2 separate regions of the Capra hircus genome follow, and region 2 is linked to region 1. The links are chromatin contacts, called in public Hi-C maps. All regions are on one chromosome and are shown on one strand. The core of a region is the stretch at or near the end of the contact, and the rest is flanking DNA. Distances in the headings are between cores, read along the strand shown. Region 1 has its middle 78 kb from the start of PTGIS. Region 2 overlaps SLC9A8 (sodium/hydrogen exchanger 8).

Region 1 (5,638 bases), core at 371-2,870:
GCCGACTGTGTCCGCCGAGGGCAGCCTCGGGTCCGCCTGCTGTGCGCTGGTGCCACCTGGTGGTCTCATGACACACTGCACCAGCTTCCGGAGGCGCTGAGTCTCCCTGCCACAGTGACACCAGTAACATCCGTGCAGTGCTTGCCGGTGACTCGCAGTGTGCCAGGTCAGTGCAGGATATTTTATTCCGATGAGCTCAGACTCCACATCCCCACTCCCTGAGCCTGCCCCAGAAGCTCAGGGAGTCGGTCATCCCCAGCCCATCTCCTGCTCAGAACATGGCTCCCACTTCTCATTCACAGAAAAAACCAAAGTCCCTAGATGGCTCCAAAGGCCCCTGCCCTCCTACTGAAAGTCAAAACACACTGCAGCCTGCTTTCCCCTCCTTCTCACTCTTATTTTTTTATATACAATGAGAATCACCAAGTGGCTTATTTATCTTGCCCATCTCCTCTAGGTGAACAGCTCCCTGGGGGCAGGAGCTGTTTGTTCACTGGTCTCTCTCTGGCACTCAGCCCCAGGCCTGGTACACAGTAGGTGTGCAACAAACACTTGTTGAATGAATGGACGGGGATGGATCTGCCCAACCTTTCCCGTCTGGCACTTGGAACTTTGTGGGTTTTAATCTCACCTCCATCACCAAGGCTGTGTGACCTTGATCAGGCTCATTAACCTCTCTGGGCCTCGGCTTCCTAAGAATAAAAACAGTACCCTCCTCACTGCATTCTGAAAGCATGAGGTGCATTCCTCCACAAGGGTTTACAACAGTGTGGCGCCCAGTGGGTGCTTAATAAGGGGGCAGTCCTGTACCTCAGACCCCATTCCTGGCCTTCATCCCCCTCCCCTGTCCACCCCAAAGGGAACGGCTCCGAGTCTCAGTCTCCTAAGAGTCCTCTGCACAGTAGGTGCTCCTTAAATCCCGTGTTGAGAGAAGGACACTGACGATTGAGGAGGGCCTCCTGTTTGCCATGCACTATTAGACAAGCTCTCCTGCCCTGGTTTATGGGTGAAGAAACTGAGGCTTCCACAGTGGCAGAAGCAGGACCTGTCCCTCAAAGCTGGCGAGGTGACTTCCTTCCATCCAGCTCTGAGGGTGCAGTGTTAGTTGCTCAGTTGTGTCCGACTCTTTGCAACCCCATGGAGTGTAGCCCGCCAGGCTCCTCTGTCCGTGGGATTCTCCAGGCAGGAATCCTGAAGTGGGTAGCCATTCCCTTCTCCAGGGGATCTTCCGAACCCAGGGATTGAACCTGGGTGCCCCAATGGCACCCCACTCCAGTACTCTTGCCTGGAAAATCCCATGGATGGAGGAGCCTGGTGGGCTGCAGTTCATGGGGTCACTAGTAGTTGGACACAACTGAGCGACTTCACTTTCACTTTTCACTTTCATGCACTGGAGAAGGAAATGGCAGCCCACTCCAGTGTTCTTGCCTGGCGAGTCCCAGGGACGGGGGAGCCTGGTGGGCTGCCGTCTCTGGGGTCGCATAGAGTTGGACACGACTGAAGCGACTTAGCAGCAGCAGCAGCCCCGGATTGCAGGCAGATTCTTTACTATTCTTGGGTGAAGTCAGGGACCTTTGGGGGCAGAGGAAAGGAGTGTCATTCTGAGGAGTAACCAGCAGGGGGCAGCAGACATCCGGCTTCCTTTGCAACTCCGAGCATCTCTGGGTCTGCACCGTCCTGAGATGGAGCCCTCCTTACATTTCATACCCTAAGCACATCACTAGCCTCGCCCTAGTCCCAGCCCTAATCTGAGCGGTCCCTTCTACCGAGAGATACCTTTCTCCTGCCCTGCATTGAGCAGTGTGCTCAGAACTTCCCACACACATTAACCCTCGCGGCAGTCAGAATGAGGTGGCTATGGTTATCGCCCCATTATTCAGAAGCGGTAACTGAGGCCAGAGAGCTGAGGCCGTTGGCCAGAGGCAGTGCTGTTCCACAATGTGTATTCGGTGCATGGAGGCAGATTGTGCGCCTTTGGATCATAAGCCATGACTGTGTGTATCAGATATTTGCATGGTCTCCTTTGGGGAAGGGGTGAGGGCTTCTGCTGAGGAAAGGGAGGCCGATGTTATGCCCAAGAGAGAATTATTTGTTTACAGCGTTCATGGATCCTCCATATGAGAAAATGGAGGATTGAGGAGCTGGGATGGGCCTGAGAGAGGAAGCTTGGCCTTGCCTCAGGGGATGCTCCAGGGAGGGCAGGAAGCCTGCCTGATTTTCCCAGGAGGAGCAAAGGTACCCACCTGGAAGCAGCAGGATATTTCAGACTGAAGGAACCGTGTACACAAAAGCCCTGGAGTGGCTCAGGAACCTCAACAGCCAAGTCTGGCTGAAAGAGCATCAAGAAGGTGGGGTGTGGGGAGTCAGGAACAGGTGGAGAGATGTTAGGGTGCAATTCACTGAGGCCGAGAGGCAGGCATGGACCCAGGACACGCAGGGTGCCGTGGGGTCCCAGAAGGCACCTCCCACTTCCTGCAGGAACCTCAAAGGACTGCCAGTGGCCCCCTTTGACAGATGGGGAAGCTGAGGCTCAGAGGTGATGAGGAGCCGGGAGCAGCAAGGGAGCTCTTCCCTGAAGTGCTCAGAGCAGCTGATTGAAGAGGATCCTTGTGAAGAAAACTGCCTCTCTGGGACTCGATGCCCCACGTGACCTAGAACAGCCCACAGGCGTCAAGTCTCCTGGCGGCTCAGCCCCAGCCCCAGAGCCTTCTCCGCTGTTCATCCAACCTACCCCTCCCCTGGCCCTGCAGCCAGAGTCCACGCACCCAGGGTGGGATGGGTGATCCAGGGGACAGGGCCCAACTGTCCTTCTCACTGTCTGCACCTTCCGAGCAGAGTCCCCCGAGGAGGGTATACAGCTGGCACTCAGCCAGACCTCCAGAGCCTGGCTGGCAGGAGCTCAGCATCCAGTTTGGTCTCGTTTTGCTGTTTTTAATAGAAAAATGTTCCCTGCACCACCAACTCTTTCCTGGGCAGGGTTTGGAAACCATCTCCAGATGGGGAATAATTTTAGGGGAGAGGAACGGCTAAAATTACGGACCAGTTTGCTGCCAGCTCCCACTGGGACAAGCCAGCCTTGGCCCTGGAACTTTCCGGAGGTGGGGTGGCCGGGTCTGAGTTGCGGAGAGAAGGGAGGGTGGATGGCTGAGCCTGGGTGAGCTGCAGTCTGGTCACGGGGCACCCCAGGGAACCTTCCCGACTACCGCGTTCTGAGGCTGCCCACCCATGCCAGGCTCCTCACCCATCCTTATTCCTCACGAACATCCCCAGTCAAGCGTCTGCACTTGACTGCCAATTTGCAGGAAACGCCAAGGCTAGAGGGTGTTGTGTTGCCATCAGCTCCAGGGAAACAGACGGCCCAGGCTCTGCCACAGATAAACCACTGGGAAAGGGAGCGAATGGCAGGGGAAGCAGACATTGAAAGACTGAACAGATTATCAGTTTTGTTGTTTTGGCCTCGCTGGCTTGTGGCATCGTAGTTTCCCCCCCGCAGGGATCGAACCAGAGCCCTCAGCTGTGAAAGTACAGACTCCTAACCGCTGGACCACCAGGGAATTCCTCATCAAAAAAAATTTTTTTAATGGGCAAGACAAAATATAGTCTAGGGATCCATACAGAAGTGATAAAACTGTAAAGAAACACAAACGTTGACTCTAGAAGTCTGGGTCCTTCTGGAAAGAGGGAGGGGCTGTCCCTGAGTGGGACAGGGTCCTGCGGGGGCTTCTGGGGTAACTGCCCAAGTTCTGCTCTTCCCCAGGAGATGGTCACAGGGAAGTCCAGCTGCCTGATCAGAATCACGAAGGTATGTGTTTGCGCCGTGTGCTCTTCCATATCTGTGTTTCATTAAAAAAAAAAAAAGATTGAAGGGAAAGACTGAAGGCAGGAGGAGAAGGGGGCAACAGAGGATGAGGTGGTTGGATGGCGTCACCGACTCAGTGGACATGGGTTTGGCTGGACTCTGGGAGTTGATGATGGACAGGGAGGACGGGTGTGCTGCAGTCCATGGGGTCGCAAAGAGTCAGACACGACTGAGCGACTGAACTGAAAAAAAAAAAAAAAATTTTTTTTTTTTAATGGAAATGTCCCCATGCAGATCAAGGAAGGGAGGCTTGGCGGAGTGGAGTGGCTTTCCCAGGGGTGAGTAGAGACCTGAGATCGGAACCCAACCTGTAATCCCAGAGTCTGTGCCGGGGCCTGGGGGTGAGAGAGACGCGCTCCCACCTCCCAGCACTGGGAGGCTGATCAGTGGGGCTGGTCAGGAGTCTCTCCCACCAGGACACCCAGAGATTCTGGATAAAACATGGTACGACTAGGCTGGCAGAATTGAATGGAAATACCTCTCCAGGGGCTACTGGCTGGGGGTGGTCTAGTAGCTAAGTCGAGCCTGACCCTTGAGACCCCTTGGACTGTAGCCCGCCAGGCTCCTCTGTCCATGGGATTTCCTAGGCAAGAATACCGGAGTGGGTAGTCACTTCCTTCTCCAGTGTATAATTCCCTGTGGTACACAGACCGTGTTCATTTCATCTCTTTTTATCTGAGAGATTCTGTTCTGAATCTTGATAGTTTTTGAGGAGTACAGGCCAGTTGTTGAAATATTTATCATCATTATCATTTATTAATGTGTGGATCACAATAAACTGTGGAAAATTCTGAGAGAGATGGGAATACCAGACGGCCTGACCTGCCTCTTGAGAAATCTGTATGCAGGTCAGGAAGCAACACTTAGAACTGGACATGGAACAACAGACTGGTTCCAAATAGGAAAAGGAGTACATCAAGGCTGTATATTGTCACCCTGCTTATTTAACTTATATGCAGAGTACATCATGAGAAACGCTGGACTGGAAGAAACACAAGCTGGAATCAAGATTGCTGGGAGAAATATCAATAACCTCAGATATGCAGATGACACCACCCTTATGGCAGAAAGTGAGGAGGAACTAAAAAGCCTCTTGATGAAAGTGAAAGAGAAGAGTGAAAAAGTTGACTTAAAGTTCAACATTCAGAAAAGGAAGATCATGGCATCCGGTCCCATCACTTCATGGCAAATAGATGGGGAAACAGTGGAAACAGTGTCAGACTATTTTTTTGGGCTCCAAAATCACTGCAGATGGTGACTGCAGCCATGAAATTAAAAGACGCTTACTCCTTGGAAGAAAAGTTATCACCAACCTAGATAGCATATTCAAAAGCAGAGACATTACTTTGCCGACTAAGGTCCATCTAGTCAAGGCTATGGTTTTTCCAGTAGTCATGAATGGATGTGAGAGTTGGACTGTGAAGAAGGCTGAGCGCCAAAGAATTGATGCTTTTGAACTGTGGTGTTGGAGAAGACTCTTGAGAGTCCCTTGGACTGCAAGGAGATCCAACCAGTCCATTTTAAACGACATCAGCCCTGGGATTTCTTTGGAAGGAATGATGCTAAAGCTGAAACTCCAGTACTTTGGCCACCTCATGAAAAGAGTTGACTTATTGGAAAAGACTCTGATGCTGGGAGGGATTGGGGGCAGGAGGAGAAGGGGATGACAGAGGATAAGATTGCTGGCTGGCATCGCTGACTCGATGGACGTGAGTCTGAGTGAACTCCGGGAGTTGGTGATGGACAGGGAGGCCTGGCGTGCTGCGATTCATGGGGTCG
Region 2 (5,602 bases), core at 1,466-3,965, 250 kb before region 1:
CCATCACCCCCCACGTTCTGCACCCACCTCTGGCCTAGAGAGCCGAGCCACATTGGCAGAGCTGGGCCTAGGGACACACGACCCCTGCCTTTGCAAAGCCATGGAACACAAACACAGACAGTGGTTCAGGTTCAGCAGCTTTTGTCTTTATTTCTAAAGAAGCATCCAGTGACATTACTGTTTTCCATCCACTTCTGAACTCTTAAAGGGCCCAATGAGATGAGGCAGTGGCTCCAGCGCAGCAGCCACAGGCCCCTCCACCTCTGACTCCCCCCTCCCCAACCCGCAGCCCCACCAAGAGCAGCAAATCATTCCTCAGAGACCAGGACAGGGAGTGCCTGGGGGAGGACAGAGGAACAAGGCTGGCCTCCCCACGGTCCTAGCAAAACAGAGTGCTTTGAAAATCCTTCATTTTTACAAAGAAAACCACTCAAAAAAATACAAAATTCTGATTAACCTTGAACACACCAAGTTTTGCAGGAGCTGTACTGGAGAAAACTTTCTACATTCCCAGGTGGCGCAGTGGCAAAGAATCCGCCTGGCAAATGTAGGAGACTCATGAGACGCAGGTTTGATCCATGGGTGGGAAGATCCCCTGGAGGAGGAAATGGCACCCCACTCCAGTATTCTTGAGTGGGAAATTCCACGGACAGAGGAACCCTGGAAGCTACAGTCATGGGGTGGCAAAGAATCAGACATGGTTGAGCACACACACGTTAACACACACGTTCACACACACAGCCACACACCTCGAGGAGGCCCAGCGAGTAAGGCGCCTTCTCAGCTCCACAGAGCAGGGCTGGGCCCGGAGAAGCAGCTCTCACGTGTGGCTGGCCAGCTCCTTGGATGGGCCCGCAGCGCCGGCAGGCAGCCTTTCCCTTTCAACCACCAAGCGGCACGCTCCCCGTCAGCCCCGAGGACTCAGGGGCCCGTGGCTGTTTTCCAACCACTCAGCTTTCTCCCCCAGAAGCCAGGACGCTCCCGCAGAGCAGCTGGGAGAAGTCCTGCTTCTGGGTAGGAAGCACCACGCGTTCTGTTTCCCGCCGGGATTAGGGACCATGTCATCTGGGGTGAGCATCGGTGACGTGGGGTGGGCCGGGGCCATTAGAAAGTCTGCCTTCGCCTGTCGCACAGGGCAAGACGGTGGAAGTCCCTGCAGGTCCGGCTCCACTTGTGAGAGAGACGGCGGGAGCCTGAGCGGCAGGGAGCTGCCTGTTCCTCCTCAGCCTTCACTCTGACTGCGGTGTTTCCATTTGACACATATTGTCTGGGGCTTTGGAGACCGGGCTCCCGGTACAACAGCTGCTTAATGATGCTGGCTGCTCCATCGGGAACCTTTCAGATTTGGTTTCCTACCCACCACCCAGCAGGAGACACACACGTCTGCGTCCCGGAGCCAGTGAACAGGGAAGCCGAGAAGGTGCTCTTTTTGGCATTTAAAGTCTAACTGACGGCCAGTCACTGCTGAGAGTCCTCCTCACGCCAGACTTGGGGACCAGCTCCAAGGCCAGACCTACCCTCAGCCAGGCCTGTGCCTTGCACCGCCCCCAGCCCACCCCACCCTGGCTCTTCTCAATAAAGCAGAACGATCCTGACTGTGGCCTACCCGCTTCGGGCTCTGCCAAATGTGTGGGCCCCTGGGGGTGTGTGGACCTGAGACCCCACGAGGCCACCTCTGACGCAGGCTGCAAGGAAAAGGCGCCCCACTCAGCGATTTTTCCACTTGCCACTGCACACAAGGAGTCTGCAGGCAAATGAGGCCGACCTGACGGGGGGCGGGGGGTGGGCAGGGGCTGCCAGGGCCCTGCCAGCACCCTAGTCTGAAGAGGTGGCTTGCCTGGGGGTGGGGGGCCCTTTGGCCGGTCCCTGGGCCGAGGGTCTGAGCCCTAGATGACGGGACTGAGCCACCTTCCGCCTGGCCTTGCGCCAGCCCAGCCCAAACTTGACCTCTGGGGGCTCAGGAAAAGCCAGCTTCTTCCCCTGGAAGGCCTCACGCCCCAAATCTCCAAGTACGGTTGTTCCCAGGGGTCCTACAACCACAGGGCTGCTCAAGGGGCCTTCGGGTGTGGGCTTACTGCTGCAGGACTCCCCAAGACAGCCTGTCCTCAGAGCTCACTGGCGGACTACCTTCCCCAGAGGCACTCACGCACTGCAGCCTTCACCTCTCTCTAAAGTCATTACCTTCTCTGTGTCCTACAGATCTCCTGTCCCATGGCCTGGACCTGAAAGGAAGTAGGTAGGAAGTTATAGTTATGCTGGGCTTTAAAAAATCTTCTAGGCATTTACTGCCCCAAACAGAACTATTAGGAATGGGAAAGACAAAGTCAAAGTCGCTCAGTTGTGTCTGACTCTTTGCGACCCCATGGACTATACTATACATACAGTCCATGGAATTCTCCAGGCCAGAATACTGGAGTGGGTGGCCTGTTCCTTTCTCCAACGGATCTTCCCAACCCAGGGATCGAACCCAGGTCCCCCCCATTGCAGGTGGATTCGTTACCAGCTGAGCCACCAGGGAAGCCCCAGGAACAGTAAAGGTAGACAGCAGTTTTTGATTCTCAGGCAATGACAGCTGAAAGAAGTCCGCCAGAAAAACCTCTCCACCGGCTCTGGCCTATGCAAAGGTGAACGGGCAGCAGCTGAGGAACACGGGTTCCCTGCATCCTGGCGGGCTGCTCTCCCACACTGCAAAACCTCGACTCGGCCAGCAGAGGGCAGCAGAGGCTCACGGAAGGCCCAGGCTGGTGCCGTCCAGACCAGGAAAGGTTCCTCGGCAAGCACCTCCACATAGCCAAACCCGGCACCTTCCACCAAGCCCCTCCCGTGCTTCTCTACTTAGTGTCCTCCTCAGGTCTCAGCTAAAACTGGGAGGCCAGGTGAGACCTGGTGACAAGGGCACAATGAACTGAGAAGAACCTGTTTCCATCATCTATGAACTCACAGCCAAAAAATATTTTCTGGCAGGCTACTGAATTTACAATGTAACTTACACCTTAAGATCTGACTGAATTTCAAGGCGGGTGGGGGGAGCAAGTTACTGATGAACTGAAGAATGAGAGGACAATCCGGTCTCTGAGCCCTGCTGCCCTCCCCCAACCCTACGAATGGACAAAGGTCTCCTCCGCTTGATCTTTTAGTTTTCCACTAAAAAGAAACCGGAAATGATGGAGACCGGAATCAAGCCTGGCATTAATCTCCCAGTGGGGAGATTAGGTGAAGTCAAATAATCCTATTTGGCTCAAATTATGAGGTTAACGTTGGACGTGACAAAAGGAAGTGATCACCTTTTAGCAATCAAGTACAGATTTACTTTTCATGCACAAAAAGGAAGCCACGGGCTGCCTGCCTGGCTTCACACCTATACTTTGGGGAAAGGGAAGGGGTGAAGGCAGGGGTCCGGCCTTGCACGCAGGGCACGTGAGTCCTTAAAGGCCCTGAGGTCCGTCCCTTCTCACACCCTGAGCCACCCTGCCTGGGGCGGAAAAGATGGAGACAGCTCTGCTGCCAGCCCAAGATTCACGCCGGCCAACCGGGTGCCCAGCAGAGCCAGGGATGGGCTCGTGATGAATTACACCACCCCAGGGGGTGCCGAGTTCCGAGGCTCCAGCTGGGACCCTGAGCCACATACAGAAATTGCCGTTGGCCTGGGGATGCACAGAGCAAGCAGGTAGAGAGAAATGTTCAAGGGCCGGTGAGGCGAGTGGACGCGGGCAAGTCAGTAAGTCCAGTCATCTGGTCATGATGGGCAGCTCACCCCTTGAGATGGCCCAGGAGCTGGACCACGGTTGTGTGTGTGTGAGAGCGAGCGAGCGAGCACGTGGAAGGGCCGAGTAAGTCCAGGTGAGGAGCGGATGTACCCGGCTCCCGGCTACGGGAGTCCCGGGAGGGGCTGCAGGGAGGACCCAAGACGGCAGAGAACAGGGAGCAGGAAAGAAGAGATGCTGATGAGCTGACGGCGCAGCGGGTGAACTGCGGGCGGAGCCCAGGGAAAGGGGCCTGGGCAAACAAGGACCACTGAATGAGGAATCAGGTCAGGGAGGTACTGCTAGGCTCTCACTGCTCCGTCAAAGAGCATGAATTTAAACTGAATTCAGACAGCAGCTGCTTGCTGGCCCGCATAAATCCCGCGCCTCCAGGTTTCCCCTCCAGAGGGCGCTCTGACCCCGCAGAGAGGCTCACTCACCCCCAAAACCAGGGCCGCAGCTTCCAACAGGGTTCCAGGGGCTGAGCCCGCCCGGTTCCCGTGTAAACATTCACAGCATTCCCAGAGAAGGCGGGAGCCGCCTGCCGCCCGGGGAGACAGCCTGTGAGGTGCCAGTCGGAGGTAAAACAAAAAAGGCCTCTTGGTTTCTCCTTCTCACGGAGCTCAAGCAATATCACGAAGGGGTGGGCGAGGGTCCGAGGGTTCTGAGCCTGCCGCTTGGATGAGAACTGCTGCTGAGGAAGCCAGCGGCACCGTGATGAGGAGCAGGCAAGTGGCGGCCAGCTTGCGGCCCCGTGGGTCCTGACGCCCACCCGCCAGGGAAGGGCTCCGTGATGAAAGCAGCGGCCAGGGACGGCGGCGACTGCGCACCGCGCTCTCGGGCACCTCACCGGACAGATGGCTGCTCCCTGGCTCCGGAAGCAGCAGCAAAGATCTACCTGCACGCGGGCCCTCCGGTCTGCGGTCAGGCCCAGTAAGGAGCGGGGAGGGGGCACTGCAGGGCAGCCGGCCGGCCCCCAGGGTCTGCGGAGTCCTGGGCTGGGACGACCCTGGCCCGGGTGTCACCCTCCTTCTGTCCGCCCTGAAGAGCGGAGAGCTGCCCGTGCGCGCGCCTTGCGGGGGTCCGTCCCGGGCATCGCTCGGTCACAGTAGCTCCTGCTCGTCGTCCTCCGAGCCCGAGGGGCCCTGGCGCACCTCTTCATACCACTTGTTCGTCAGCGTTTTCATCTGGATGCGCCCGTGGTGGAGGTCCTGGGGCGGGAGACGGGGCAAGCCCTTGTCAGTGGGTCAGGGTCAGGCTCAGGGGCAAGGCAGGGAGGGACAGCTGCTTTGTGCCTTGTGGGAGGAGACGGCAGGCAGGGCGCACGGGCAACTTCAAAGTGTTAACTAAGGGCAGGCTGAGATTTTTCTCTGTGGGCAGGAGGTTAAGGGTCTCACTCAGAACAGGAGGAGGCGGCAGGATGGCGAGATGTTAAAAAAAAAAACCTGGCCTCCGCAATCAGACACACCTGGGCTCTGCTCTCAGCTCTGCCCCGCACTAGCTGTGTGACCCTAGGACGGGGACTCCACCTCTCTGGGCCTCAGCCTCCCTGGCTATCAGGTGAGACAGCTCACTGTGTCTGCCGCGTGGGCTGGCGGGGCAGCCCACCACCCACGCACCGCGCTCCCGGAAATGACGCCATCATGGAGAACGCCTGGCTCCCACTGAGAGCTCACGTGCTGAAGGCACCCTGACGCTGCAGGAGGAAGGCGGGGCTCAGTACCAGAGCGGAGCCGCCGCAGGGGCAACCCCAGCCCCGGCCTGCACGGGCAGATGACCGTTTCAGCAGAGCAGACCCAAGCTGGCCCAAACGGGCATCACTCCCGGTCACCCAGAGGCCAGTGGTGCCCGGAGGGGTG

The links. A called contact is a pair of places that touch in the nucleus more often than the background predicts.
Region 2: a Hi-C map of blood shows a contact between it and region 1, with 8 times the contacts expected there. The contact joins two enhancer-like sites. A contact is called at or near these places in 2 of 5 Hi-C or Micro-C datasets (both in blood).

Annotation. Positions count from the first base shown.
Region 1 is chr13:77,255,018-77,260,655 of ARS1.2, reverse strand. No RefSeq gene overlaps it. Among named protein-coding and RNA genes, the nearest start is that of PTGIS, 78 kb to the right of the region's middle. Within about 2 kb of position 1,620, at least 3 of the 5 cell types and tissues checked have an H3K27ac peak or open chromatin away from gene starts, as enhancers often do.
Region 2 is chr13:77,503,679-77,509,280 of ARS1.2, reverse strand. It overlaps SLC9A8 (sodium/hydrogen exchanger 8), which reads right to left. Exons shown (of 17, transcript XR_001919084.1): 16 at 4,184-4,954; 17 at 125-2,222. Among named protein-coding and RNA genes, the nearest start is that of SPATA2, 23 kb to the left of the region's middle. Within about 2 kb of position 2,715, at least 3 of the 5 cell types and tissues checked have an H3K27ac peak or open chromatin away from gene starts, as enhancers often do.